2 separate regions of the Mus musculus genome follow, and region 2 is linked to region 1. A link is a contact called in public Micro-C data. All regions are on one chromosome and are shown on one strand. The core of a region is the stretch at or near the end of the contact, and the rest is flanking DNA. Distances in the headings are between cores, read along the strand shown.

Region 1 (3,104 bases), core at 246-2,745:
GTTCAATTCTATAAAGTAAATAAACTTATTCTTTATAAATCATCAGATTATCAGATTATATTCCACAATGACCAGAGGGTCTCGGACACTCCTATATGGTAAGAAATTTAGGGTAACTGAGAAAATTATCCCCAAAATAAGAATCCATTTAATTTGGGAGCCTCCTTTTCTGCCTCTAAATATACAGAGCCTTGCAGTCTTTCTTATTTACCTAAAATGGCAGTGAAAAAGAAATATGTGCTCTATGGAAACCATGGAGTTTCTGTGGCTCATGTAAGACTGAGATAACCCTCTCTTCAACTCCCTTCTGAGTTTCCCAGCCACATCATAAATATTGACACCAAACCTTTGGTTATGGGCTTAACAAGCTCCATTTCAGTCAAGATCATATTAATAATTAGGAAGTTGGAAAGAAAGGATGATCTAGAAGTTATCAGTCCACTCACATACACAGAGAGAGACAGAGACAGACAGAGAGAGAGAGAGAGAAACTATTATGAGACATAGAGTGCTAATATTCACTAGGACAAGGACAGAGAGCATTGGCACATTGGTTAGAGAATGTTCCATTGTCTGCAGGCATTTGAGTTCCTTTTGTTCTTTTATTTCTTGTACTTTTTCACTGTTGCCAAAAGTTCTTATGAAAAATAGAACCAACTTTCAGATGCTCACAAAAATCTGCAAAATACTAAAACTATTTTTTATACTATGTGACTTCTCACCAAATATAAAGAAAATAAAGGTCTCATTCTGTCCCCCTCAAAGGAATCACTAGTGGAACAGAATTGAGGACAAAATGCTTCCAAAAGCAAACAGGTGCTCAGTGATAGTTCTTGATGACCTCTTCTGCCCATGGCATTCTTCTTCACAAGAGAAATATAAAGAACAATGAGCTATGATTGTTACTTTCAACAACTCTGAAGTTGAACAAAGTGGATATTAACATCGAGAAGTCACCAAATTCTCCTTGCTTTTTAGTATAGCAAGTACAGGGCTTACATCATCCTCTTAAACATAAAAAACCCCCAGATGATTGATGGATGCATCGCTAGCAAGCTCTGATTCTTCCCATCTCAAACAGCAAGAAACTAAAGGTCAGATTAAAAAAAAAAAAAAAAATCATGGCCTTCAGGTCCATATACCTAATGAGTGATAGAGTTTAAACTGAAGACTGACTTTATCATCAATGCCATTAACTACTATTTTACTGGACTACATTTATACTGTCTAATTTGAGTACTTCTTTGAGATCTCAAAATTCATTTTTTCTAATCCAAAATAAGAGCCAAAGGGCATAAGCATTTTTTTAAGGAGTTAACTTACTCCAAGAGGAGATTCTCCACAATCTAGCCGTGTTGGCCAACACTTTGAGATGCCCTTGAAAGTGACCAAGTCATGAAGTTCATGTCTCCTGCATGTGCAGTACAGCAGACTTCTGGGCAATGGATCCAGTGGACTGGTAGTAACAGCCTAGCAGACGTAAAACTGCTGTGGTATTCAGGCTCCTCAGCTATTCTGCACATTCCTGAAGCGCTGCCATGATAATGTGTTCACTGATGCACAGATAACAGCATGGCCAGCAAGAGGGAGAAACATGACTTTCAGAACAACCTTTCAAGGTCAAATGTTACCCAACCACGCAGGACTGTGTTCAACTGGAAGATTATAAACATACAGACCCACTTTCTCAAGGGCACTGGCATAAAGTTCAAATGAAGCTGTTTAAGGCAGGGTTCTTATCAGTTTTATGAGCAGTTTTCTCTAGATTTTAGCCAGTTCATTTGATAACATTAGGCAAGAGGAATTTTCCAGCAAGAGCTACACAAATAAAATAGCCCTGAGTTAAGAGCTGTGCTCTATTTTAATAAAGATTTGACATTTTTCCCAGGAAACTACTCCAAAAAGCCTGGAAGATACCACTGATATGGGAGTCCCTCCAAACCCACTAGAGAGCCCTGTGAAGTGCTTCAACAATCCTCATCTCTCTTTAACTTTTGCTTAGTTTTCATGTTCGTTTTTTGAGACAAGGTCTCATTCTATATCCCAGGTTAGGCTCAAACTCACAGTAAGCCCTCTGCCTTAGACTGACATAAACTACTACACCCAACTTCCCGATTCTTATTATAAAGAAGGTATTGGTTAATATTCATTAAAGGAACTTCGCCCAGAGAAATAAATTGATGTGCTCAAACAGTATTTGTGAAGAATTGTCATTCATTGACAACTGGATTTGCATTACTCTGCAGTTAAACTGAGGATATCTGATGAGCTATCACCCACTCTTATGTTTCCTTCTCATCGATCTACACTTCAGAGTTCTGGGTTAACACACGGAGATACTGAATCATTGTGTTTTATTTTGTTTTATTTTTATTTTGTGTTTATTTTTGGTTTTTTTTTATTTTTTGCATTTTATTTGTTCCTGCACATGGCACTTCAAAAAGGTGGCCTCACACTCTGTGCTGCTGGCTTCTGAAATCACATTTGTTTCTGAAATCACCTGAATGCATCCTTGACCCCACTCTGACTTCTTGCACTCAGAACTTGTGGATTCCCTAAAAATAGGAAAAGGTTCACAGAAGGCAAAGAAGAAAGCAAGTACTTTGTAGAGGGAGTGGGAAGTGGCAGAGGGAAGGTGATATTGTCTAGAAAGAAGAAAGAATGGAGGAACCCATTGGTGCTAAGAATTCATGCCCCCTGTTTGCAGTACAGATGACACCTTGTATCTGCTAGACCATAGAGTGTAACAACTACTGACATAGCATAAACATAGTAATAGTTAGTATTATAAACAAGCTAGAAGTGACTTGAAATACATGTAGGATTACATAAGATAAATGTAAATGCTGTGCGATTTTATATTAGGGACTTGAACGCCATGATATCCACAAGGATTTACCCCAATCACAACTAATAGATACCGAGAGACAGCTGCACTATGAAAGGAAGAAGTACCTCCAGGTGAAATGATTGCAGGATGAATCTAGAAGGCTGGATTCCAGGGAGTAGATTCCCTCTTCTCACACAAACATCAGTATGGCTCACTGGCATTGTACATCGGACCCAAACATAGTTAAAAGCCAGTGGAACATGGACAATGAGGA
Region 2 (3,354 bases), core at 194-2,693, 150 kb after region 1:
CTATCATACTTCCAGGAAGACAGCACACAGGGAATGGGGATGTCTGGGCTCAACTGCAGCGTCTTCACCCAAAACACCAAGGTGGACACTTCACTAGAAAGCACTGTTTCTGTTTGATTGATTAGGGCAACATGGCTCCATCATTTGGCAAGTTAATCAGTTTTAGATACATCAGAGGTAGTATAAAAGCACCTCCTAGAACACACATAAACAACCCTCTGGGAGACAGTACACTCGGATTTCCTCTTGTCCCTCCCAGATATTTCAAAGACCCTCAAAGCATTCTTAGGGACTATTTGGAAGTCACTTTACCACCCAAGAACACTTTTTCCTTCTCTGGACTAGCCAGAAATTAAACAGAATCAAAATTAAAAAGAATCCCAGCCAGACTGTGTTGTCACAGACCTTTAAAACCAGCACTTTCAGTAGGCAGAGGCAAGTAGGTCTAAGTTTAAGGCCAGCCTTAATACAGAGCAAATTCCAGGACAGCCAGGGATACATAGAGAAACTGTGTCTCAAGAACAAACCAAACGAAAAAAGAGAAAAATAAAAAGGGAAGAAAGAAAGAAAGAAAGAAAGAAAGAAAGAAAGAAAGGAAGGAAGGAAGGAAGGAAGGAAGGAAGGAAGGAAGGAAGGAAGGAAGGAAGGAAAGAGAAAGAAAGAAAGAAAGAAAGAAAGAAAGAAAGAAAGAAAGAAAGAAAGAAAGAAAGAAAGAAGGAAGAGACTCTTTTCTTTCTTAAATCTGCATTTTGTAATTTTTTTTCTCCCCAAGGCAGGCATTTTCCCATGGTCACCATTAAGGTACAATATATGTTTGCCACCTCCCCCATTTCCCTCTACACTTCAGAAGCGTGCAGGCCAATCTGGTTTTAAAGATATTGCAGGGAGTCAGATGTAAAGAAGAACAGGCAAACCTATGAAAGTTGTCAAAAAAAAAAAAAGAAGAAGAAGTAATTTGAGGTAGTCCTAGTCACTGTCCTCGGTATATAATTGACTCCCTTTTCATCTACAAGTCTACTGGGGAAACAGGGTAAGGTTTTGTCGATTTTAAATTATACTCCAACCGGGGTTAAAATGTTTGTCCCCTGTGTATGACTTCACAGGAATTCCTCTGACTGTCCTTTGGAGGCCCTAATTAAGGACAAGACTAGAAATGCCTGAAGACTCTTTTCCTGTCCTTCAGGTTATGCTACTCTGAACTGGAATGTATGTCTTCGTGCTTCCAAGATGTCCCAGCCTTCTGGCCCTGTAAGTCAGCCTCTTCTCTCCCATGGCCTCAGAGGGGAACGATCCTACTTGATTTGCTCCCTGAAAACTCTTCCCCAGAAGGCTTTCCATTCCCAGTCCAAGGTCAGTTTTCTCCAGCCTTGAGGAGCTGCCTGCGTCATGACAGAAGCTCAGCCCAACCGGATCAGATTAGTTCTACTGACAGCCAAGGCTGTCTCTAATGACCTTCTGTATATAGACATTCTGTGCAGTGTCTCTGACCTTGGCCCTCGTGGCTCCCACTGTCTTATGAGATCTCAGGACCAGCCACTTCACTCACAAGACCAGGGCCAAATGAAAACACAGATCTTTTGTTCAAAGAAAACATCATGAATTTCAAAGTAGCAACAGTATGGCATTAACCCAAATCTGGCCCTCCTAAGAGCAGCAGTCAATGCTATTACACTGGCATGCCTTCCCAGAAAGCAAGCCTTGTGCCTCTCTTTTAATAGTCTTCATCTTTCCAGTACTTTCTTTGACCATATTGGTATGTCCAATCAATAAATTTACAGTATGTAAGTTTCACATCTAACCCTAGTTGATAGTCTAGTCTTACTTGAACCACAATATTGGCTCCACTACACATAAAATTATCTGAGATGACTCAGAGTCATATCCTACTTCCAGAGATGTGATTCTTGAAAAATCAAAGATTCACAATATGGAAATGATTTGTCATTCAATAATCAAGTATTGGCACTTATCCAGTTTCCCACTTGATGGTAAGGACAGGAAAATGCAGACAGAGGTGTCTGTGGGTGTGGTAGATATCATCCGATTTAGAGAAATAAACACAGAACAACCAGAAAGCAACATGATAGTAGGTAAGGAAACTGAGAGTAAGAAAGGATGAGAGAAAGGGAGGGAGGGAGGAGAAGAAAGCCATAAACATGGAACCCAAAGCTTTTCTTTATTTGGGATGGGGTGTTTTACAGTGCCTCAGAATATCCTTCTAGAAAGGTGGATTATACAGCCTTTAAACAGAGGTGGTTCTCAAGCCCTTTCACCCAGTCCTTTGAAGAAAACTGTAGAGGAACTAGTTACATCAGCCACAGAGCAGAGAGAGGTGAGGAGAGAAGGAGAAGCATGCCCTCTACAACCCAACTCTAGAAAGCAATGTTCAGAGTTTTGTGAGTCTCTAGATAGTCGGCAGTGTTTCAGAGCCGTCTGTGAAAGAAACATCTTTTCTACATAACGTTTCTCCAGACCAGGCATATCATCCTGAGAGGAGTGCTCCAGTGAGCGTCCTCTGTCCATAAGGGACACGTGGAGTGCACACATTGCAGGAAACTTCCTAGATGAGCTATGCAACTTGGCCCTTCGAAAAAGCTTCTCCGGAAAAAGGTTTAGCAAAACTTCATCAGATTCTACGGGCATCACTGACAATCAATAGACTTTTCAAAAAGATGTCACCTTTGGAGGTTGTACTCCCTAGGCTAACAGCATTTAAATTACTAGTGTTTACGATGTTCTTTGGAAAAGATCTTTGATCAAGAAGCAATAGTTAAAAGCATAACTTTGTTCTAGCACTAAGAGGCTGAGAACCCAGATATGGGAAAGAAAATATTCCTAGTGATAGCAACCCATCCCTACCAACACCCCCATCAATTTTCATTTAAATGTACACCTGTTGTTGTGTGATTTGAAAGGTGGCAGCCAGGGAACTCCCTATTGTGTTGATCTGTTTTTTTCTGGAGATACACTCTGATGTCATCTTTCATCATCTCAGTCAGTCTTTCCCCCTCCCCTGAGGAGCATCCTTCCCCATCAGGCTGTGAATAGGCACTCCCTGGGTCCTATACATCAAGGAGCACAAAGAAACTTCCCTTGCCTCTGCAGCCTCATCCTCATATGGTAGCTTCGCTTGATTCCTGAGAGTCCTTCAGTAAACTCACTGCTGTAAATGGCGAAATTATTGACTAGACTCTTTCTTAGTGACCGCTTACCAGAAGGAACTCCAGTGAGGGAGAATGAATACCCATAATGCCTGAGGGGAGAATAAGTCCCACCGCAGAACCAGGAGCTCTGAAGGGAAATGATGAATCCTTGAAAATGGGTCTTTCCATTTTGTAAGGGCACAGGTGTCTA

What was found. Hi-C and Micro-C count contacts between places; a contact is called where the count stands out from the background.
Region 2: a contact with region 1 is called in a Micro-C map of granulosa cells, with 6 times the contacts expected there. The contact joins two enhancer-like sites. A contact is called at or near these places in 4 of 484 Hi-C or Micro-C datasets (the C10 cell line, Sertoli cells, granulosa cells and 1 more).

The regions. Positions count from the first base shown.
Region 1 is chr10:17,409,891-17,412,994 of GRCm38.p6, forward strand. No RefSeq gene overlaps it. Among named protein-coding and RNA genes, the nearest start is that of Gm32656, 250 kb to the right of the region's middle. Within about 2 kb of position 1,496, at least 22 of the 459 cell types and tissues checked have an H3K27ac peak or open chromatin away from gene starts, as enhancers often do. A contact at or near this core is called in granulosa cells, where this site is marked.
Region 2 is chr10:17,555,163-17,558,516 of GRCm38.p6, forward strand. The region is part of intron 3 of Gm32543 (a long non-coding RNA gene); the gene reads right to left. Among named protein-coding and RNA genes, the nearest start is that of Gm32656, 100 kb to the right of the region's middle. Within about 2 kb of position 1,444, at least 11 of the 459 cell types and tissues checked have an H3K27ac peak or open chromatin away from gene starts, as enhancers often do. A contact at or near this core is called in granulosa cells, where this site is marked.